Linked DNA regions of Scylla paramamosain: region 1 is linked to region 2. A link is a contact called in public Hi-C data. All regions are on one chromosome and are shown on one strand. The core of a region is the stretch at or near the end of the contact, and the rest is flanking DNA. Distances in the headings are between cores, read along the strand shown.

What was found. Hi-C and Micro-C count contacts between places; a contact is called where the count stands out from the background.
Region 1: a Hi-C map of muscle shows a contact between it and region 2, with 6 times the contacts expected there. The contact joins the promoter of LOC135112333 here to the promoter of LOC135112326 in region 2.

Annotation. Positions count from the first base shown.
Region 1 is chr23:17,873,744-17,877,152 of ASM3559412v1, forward strand. It overlaps LOC135112333 (innexin inx2-like), which reads right to left and starts at 1,275. Exons shown (of 5, transcript XM_064026684.1): 1 at 792-1,275. The coding sequence starts at 1,160.
Region 2 is chr23:17,649,509-17,653,349 of ASM3559412v1, forward strand. It overlaps LOC135112326 (innexin inx1-like), which reads right to left and starts at 1,287. Exons shown (of 7, transcript XM_064026667.1): 1 at 752-1,287. The coding sequence starts at 1,002.

The sequences.
Region 1 (3,409 bases), core at 25-2,524, 220 kb after region 2:
ACCTATACTCATCATGAACAGTAACAAAGACGTGAAAAGCGGCGATACAATTAGCATTACTACTTCTACTACTACTACTACTACTAATAATAATAATAATAATAATAATAATAATAATAACAACAACAACATTTTAAGGAAGCACATGGGTGGCGTACGCCCTTCCTAGGTGCTTTGTTTGGGACCTAACAGGTGGTGGGCGTCGCGGGTAGTGTGTGGTTTTGTGGAACTGAAATTTTTTTTTTTTTGCACTTTTTTTATTTTTTTTTTTGTTTTTGTTTTTTGCTTTATAGTTGCAAGCTGAGTCACCATAGGAAACTTATTTTTCATGGATGGTAACGGCTGCCTGTTGCTCTCATTTAGATGCGCGTGATCTGAATGCGCTCCCCCCGTCAGTCCTAACAAGGCGACCCTACATTAACTGCACCAACGACCGCTCTGTATTTAACACGCTGAATTTACGTAACATTTGTTTTTGTTTATTCATTTATTCTTTATATAGTGTACTTCAATTTGGGGTGTTACATAGAAGTAGTTACACCTGAATGCATGGACTCCATACGCCTCTCACCATTTCTGACTTGTTCCCCATTTCTCTGCAGTACAAGCATTTTGGTCAATGAAATTAGTAGTCTAATAGGTATCTGGGAGCGGCAAAACTAGTACAAATGATTCATCTAATTACCGATGCTTATAACTAATTTGAGTAGTCTGAGCCTCAAATTAAGTAGTTCCGTCGCTTCTTATGCAAACACAATATTGTATAATTGGTGATGATGTGCGGTACTCACCTGCAGGTAGAGGAAGAGCGTGACCCACTGGTAGTATTTATGGTGTCTCGTTTCGTGTTCACTATCCGGACCGTGGACATGCGGGTTGGAGATGCCCGGGTGAGGCACCACGACGCCCTCCTCAGCCCCGGTGAGATCAGGGATAGTGTAGGTCGAGTGGATCCAGCAGTAGGTGTCCATGATGTCTGCCCTCACGCCCTCCACGATGCAGTCGATGGGATCGCCGAAGTACTGTCTCTGCGTGATGAGCAAACTGAAGGCCACGAGGATGAACATGGTGCCCTTGTAGTGTAACCGGAATATATTGTTGTCGATACTGACGCTGTCGATCTTTAACAGACCGCGTATCGAGCCGAACACGTCATACATTTTGCCGGGTGTTGTCTTAACTCACAGCACCAGCAAGAGTCCACTCAGTAACGAGTCGCAGCGCAGCACTACTGATCCCTGCGGGTGCTGACGCCACACTCCCGGCTGATCAGCGGGCTAGCCTCGCGCCGCCCACCAGGCCCGTTCCGGAAAACAAGGAACGCGGGGCATCACTTCATGGCGGCGGCGGCAGAGGAGCGGGAAGTGCCCACATTAATCCTGCTGTAATTCACACCAAGTGGTTATTGATGAATATCGAAGGATATTTACTGTCTGTGCACCTGTATGTCAGGAATATGGTGAATGCAAGTAATTATAATGAAGGTGTGGTGCGGGAGTGAGTGGGTGGCGGGGCGGGGAGGGAGGTGCCCGCTGAGGGTCAACAGGGAAGTCACCTGTCGCCGGTACTCATCAATTAATACACAGCTGTAGGTCCCCGGTTCACCCTCACGGATTTGGTTGATGGAGCGTTATGAAACATCCGTGATTCACCCTTATCTCGAAAGAAGGCCCGGGCGAGAATGATAAGACAATAAAATGTTAACATCTGGCAGCGGGCGGCAGTATTGGCGGCGGGAAAGCTCACGTAGCCAAGTCGCCGCTGTCCTGCTGCTGGCCTGCTCCTCGCCGCCTTGTCCATTCCAGCGCGGATAACTTAAATGCAGCAGACAGAACTTATCCGCACGCACTGATTATTTTCCTCAAAATATGAACACTACACAAAACGGCCATTCACATTATGCAACTGGTCATTAGCAGTATATATTTTTTCTAGATAAGCAGCCTGAAGGCTTTAATTATATCATATTCATATTATGTATTGGTATAAAGGCATTGTTAATAAAACAATGCGATGAAGAGTCCGGTAAAGCAAAAGTTAATCCCGTGATTATTCTTGTATATTGTGGGAAGGTATTAAAAGCCACAAACACCGCACTGGATAAACTGAACTGTTTTTGGATTCTAATGATAATATAATATAATTTTCTTACCAAACTTGATGTCATAGCTGCGTAAACAGAGGGCCAGGTTTACTACAATGTACGTGCCAGCAGGGGAAACTTTCAGCCAGTTGTTGACCCGTGCATGGTAGGCCCCGCCCACTCACTCTCCCCCCACCACCCACATCCCTTCACCCTCCCTCACCGTCACAGCCCTGTATAATTTACCAACTCTTGAGTTCGCAACGGTTGGGCTGGACAGTGTATTCTTCTGATGACAACTTGGTAGTGCATGCTATACGGTGGATGAAGGATTAAATGGATTTTTTTTCGAAACCGCCGCTGAGAGTGAAGAGAAAGTTGGGTCGTTGTCCTGCCGTGAAGCAGTGCGTGGCTGTAATGACTCGATCACTTGATTTCCTAGGGAGGAGCACTACTATCTGTATAGTCTACCCAATGTAATTATGTGTTTTGTGTGCCAATTTGTGGGTTCCTTTTTTCACTGTTCGTATAGTCATCGTAATTTTTACGTTTGTCAGGCCTTGGCTAACGTACTTAAGTGTAGTCTCTCTCTCTCTCTCTCTCTCTCTCTCTCTCTCTCTCTCTCTCTCTCTCTCTCTCTCTCTCTCTCTCTTAACATAACCCACGTCCCTGCAAGGCACTTTTACCGCCGTGTTGAAGAGGCAGGCTTGGGCCAAGCCAGCAGTGAGAGCCAGGCGCGGCCCGCCCACCTGGCGACCTTTCGTCAGCCCCACCCTACCCCGTCTCAAAAGTTATCATGTAATGAATGCACTGAGTGTGTTTGAGCAGCATGGAAAAGACATGAGGCCCCTTGCATTTTCTTTTTTGTACTCTCGGATTTGTTACATCAGTTTTGACTCCACCCAGAGTAATGAAACAATAAAGATTTCGTCACTGAAAGTTCCAGGTAAAGAATTTCACTCACCGGAAACCTCTCTTGCTCATTATCTTTGCCTTGGCCAAGAACCTCCACGGTCCACCTGAAGCAGCAGCAGCAGCAGCAGCAGCCAGCGGCGGGGCGGCCGCGTGGCTTCGCATGGATGGACATGCTCTGAGGATGTTCACTGGGGCGGAGCCCACACCATGACGGCACCTAAAGTTGAAATGTGGCGAGGAAAGGGAACAAAAATGTAGACATTTTTTTTTTCTCTCGTTGATATTTGTTTTCCTGTAAGTCCCAAATTCAGGAGGATCAGAGATGGCGACCAGTCGAAAACCTGGCAGTCATTCACAAGGACGATCCTCGAAAACACGAACAGTTTTCTGTCAGTGTGGTTGTTACTGTTG
Region 2 (3,841 bases), core at 37-2,536:
GTCGTCCATATGAAATGCTTCCCGGTCATCGAAACTATAAAATAAAAATAAAATGAGCAAGTCAGGATGTGGCGTTACAAAACATTTGCGGCTGTACGAAAATTCAGTCACACACAAATATATTAAGGACCCATAAAATACAATGGCCCTGTTTTTTTCACCGTCCCTCCCCCCACCAAAAAAAAAAAAAAAAAGACTCAAGGGGGAAAAAATCGAAAAAGTTGCGATGCGGCGGGGTAAAAATAGGTTCACGAAAAAATATAAAGGATAAAATAACGATAATAATATCAATGATGATGATAATAGATGATAATAATAGATGATGATAATAATAATAATAATAATAATAATAATAATAATAATAATAAATACAAGTTATGGATGCGGCGCACCGAAAATTCACCGAAAATTTAGCCCCTTCACTGAAATACCCCCTCCCCCCCAAAAAAAAAGCAAAGGCTGGACATACCGTACGTAGTCCTACAATGGGGGGGGAAAAAATACTAAGATCTACTAGTAACAGAACAAAACCCAGAGAAGCCAAGATATAGCGATAATCTTGTACAGTGAAGGTGTTGCTAGTGCTACTACTACCACCAATAATAATAATAACAGAACAAAACCTGAAGAAGCAAGGACATACCATACGTAATACTAGTCCTGCATAATGAGAATCCTAACAATACTACTACTGCTGCATCTACCACTACTACGACTACAGAACAAACTCCACTGAGAAGCCAGCGCGTACCGTAAGTAATAGTCCTGTATAGTGAACGTGGAGTGTATCCAGCAATAGGTGTTGATCACGTTGCCCTGGCTGAGGCTGGTGATGCAGTCGATGGGGTTACCGAAGAACTCCGCAGCGGTGAGCAGGACAGAGGCGCCGATCAATACCACCACCGTGAATTGGTAGTGCAGGCGGAATATGGAGCTCTCGTTGACACACTCTCCCCGCGCCAGGTATGCCTTCAGTCCTCCCAGGTACTTGATCGCCGACATCTTGCACTGCCTTCAATGCTGCGCCGGTAATATACCAAAACTATTCCTTCCGTCCCTCAAAAATGATTCCAACCAAAACTACTCCGTGCTCTTACAATATCCAATGCAAAAGTCGCCTTCAATTCCGTTTCCTGAGTGATATTGACCAAGATTTCCCTTTGCGGCTTCCTCCTACAGGTAAATCTCCAGGAATCCTCCTCGGATGTTCTCCTTTTGCTGGTAGTCCAACAAAGCGGAGCGTCACAACCTCCCTCCCACCACTCGGCTTCACACTGGCCCAGGGAGCGTCCTCAACCCTCACTGCTGGTCACCTCACGCCCGCCACTCGAAACCCGGATCGTCTCTTCCTGCTGTGCGCCAAGCCTTTCTAATCCGAGACTGAGAGAATGGGCGGTGCTTCCATGAGCCCCCACAGCTGCCAACATGGAGCGCATTGAAGTCCTAAGCTGTTTTTCTGTTTATTTCCCTGTGCTTCGTAGTGTGGCTGTACGCGTGTGGGTCAGTAAATATGTGGTGGTTTTGTATTATCCACCTGTAGTCAGGAAGTGAAAGATAAGTGGCCTTTGTTTAAATGGACATTGGCACGCCTGAAATTTTGCCCATTAAGGACCTACTCTCGCACGGGGTTCCTCCTGCCGAAATCCTTCAATATTTTAGGGAATTGCTCATGTTTGCATGAATCCCAACATAAAAACTGAACGGAAATCAACAAAATACCGTAGTTGCCCAGCTGAATACAGAAGCTCGACTTAAATCAAACAATTGTGTATGAAAACTTTAAAATCCTGAACGCCTCATTTTTAGGTACCGGCCCTCGTGTAGGAGGCAAGGACCCGGGAGAAGAGGAGACACAGGGAGGGGAGGGGAGAGAGAGAGAGAGAGAGAGAGAAGGGAGGGAAGGGAGGACCAGACGAGGGTTTAGGGAGGCGGGGTTGGGGTTGTGTGCTAAGGCGGGATTTCTTCATCAGCAGAGCATTCTAAGAAACTCCACCTGATTCATTGCTGACTTAACCTATCGAGAGAAAAACCTGCTGGATTCTATTTTCCCCAAACAACACAGCATTAATATATCAAGAAATCGTCACACCACGGCATCATTAGAAACACACACAAACACACACACATCAAACCGCGGCCTCACGTCAGCCACGGTGATTGTTTTCCTAGCCCAGTAAAAGCTGTAATTCTATGCATTCAACTTTCACTCTGGATAGCTTTGTAATCTTAGGAACTACTCTGTTTCAGCAGCAGCAGCGATAATAGTAGTAGTACTGGTGGTGGTGGTGGTGAAGTCTAGAGTACTTAATGTTTTTTACCACGCTGTCACTTCATCTCACAAAGGTCATTAACATTCGGCATTAACCTTTATTTCCTCTTCCACCTCCTCCCTCCCACTCCCTCGAGGCAAACAAGCGCCAGACTGTTACAGATTCACTCACTACCCACCCTCTCTTACCCGCTCAACTCCTCTGCCTGTCTGTCTCTCCGTCCGCCTGTCTGCCTGCCTGCCTCATTCCTTCACTGTTTCACTCATTTCCGTCCATTCATTCATATTTGTCTCATATTCATGTTGTTTATCCCACTCACGGTTATTATTATATTGTTTATTTTATTTCATCCTTATCTTGTCGTTCACTTCTTCACTCATAATCTCCCATGCTTTCACACTCATTTTCTCGCTAACTCACTTCTGGTCACTTCTGATGAATCTCGTTAAAAATTAACCAAAAGGGAGAAAAAGCTAACTTACAAACAAACCGTAGAAAATAATATATATATTTACTTACCAATCACTTCATTATTACTAAACGATTGTTCTCTCTCTCTCTCTCTCTCTCTCTCTCTCTCATCGCTTCTCGGGCTTTTGGCTAAGATCAAAGTGTAGTATCTGTTCTCTCTCTCTCTTGACTCAAAACTCATGAACTGATGGTCGCGTATGGGCGGAAATAGATAGAATTCCAATATGCTTATAATCTCTCTCTCTCTCTCTCTCTCTCTCTCTCTCTCTCTCTCTCTCTCTCTCTCTCTCTCTCTCTCTCTCTCAATGGAAAACAAAAAAATTCATAAGCCTCACTAATGTACACTTCCTCCTAGTGTTCTCCTTCCGCCTCCACATGTACACTATCCAGTAATTATACCATTCCCCACATCCTCGTTGCCTTAATGGCTTAACTACGCAGTGATTCACTACCACTCATCTGTCTACACTTGCCTTTACCTCACCACCGTTGGAAACAGTAGCCGTATGTGTTCTACCTGAACCCCAAAGCATCATGCCGATGCTGTATTTTTAAACGTTTTTCCGATATTGTCAAATTTTATAAGCTACTGGACGTATCAGTCAGATTCTCATGGGAGTTTTTGCTACTGATGATGCAGAGGATGTGTTAGACTATTATTAGAACCAGAAAAAAAAAAAAACGCCCTTGCAAACCCTTCCTAACGTAAACTACAGCACGTGAAAAGTAGTCAGCTAAACACATCTAAATATATATATATATATATATATATATATATATATATATATATATATATATATATATATATATATATATATATATATATATATATATATATATATATATATACTCGTATATATATATATATATATATATATATATATATATATATATATATATATATATATATATATATATATATATATATATATATATATATATATATATATATATGCTAGTCTGTTAACCCTTTTGACTGCTATTTGATGCATCTTTCCTTAATTACTAACCACACTGAGACATCTTTACTTCTGCTACAGCCACCTCCAATCTTTAAACTGCGTAAAAATTGCAGAAGCTATTGTTTTTAATCCCTTCCT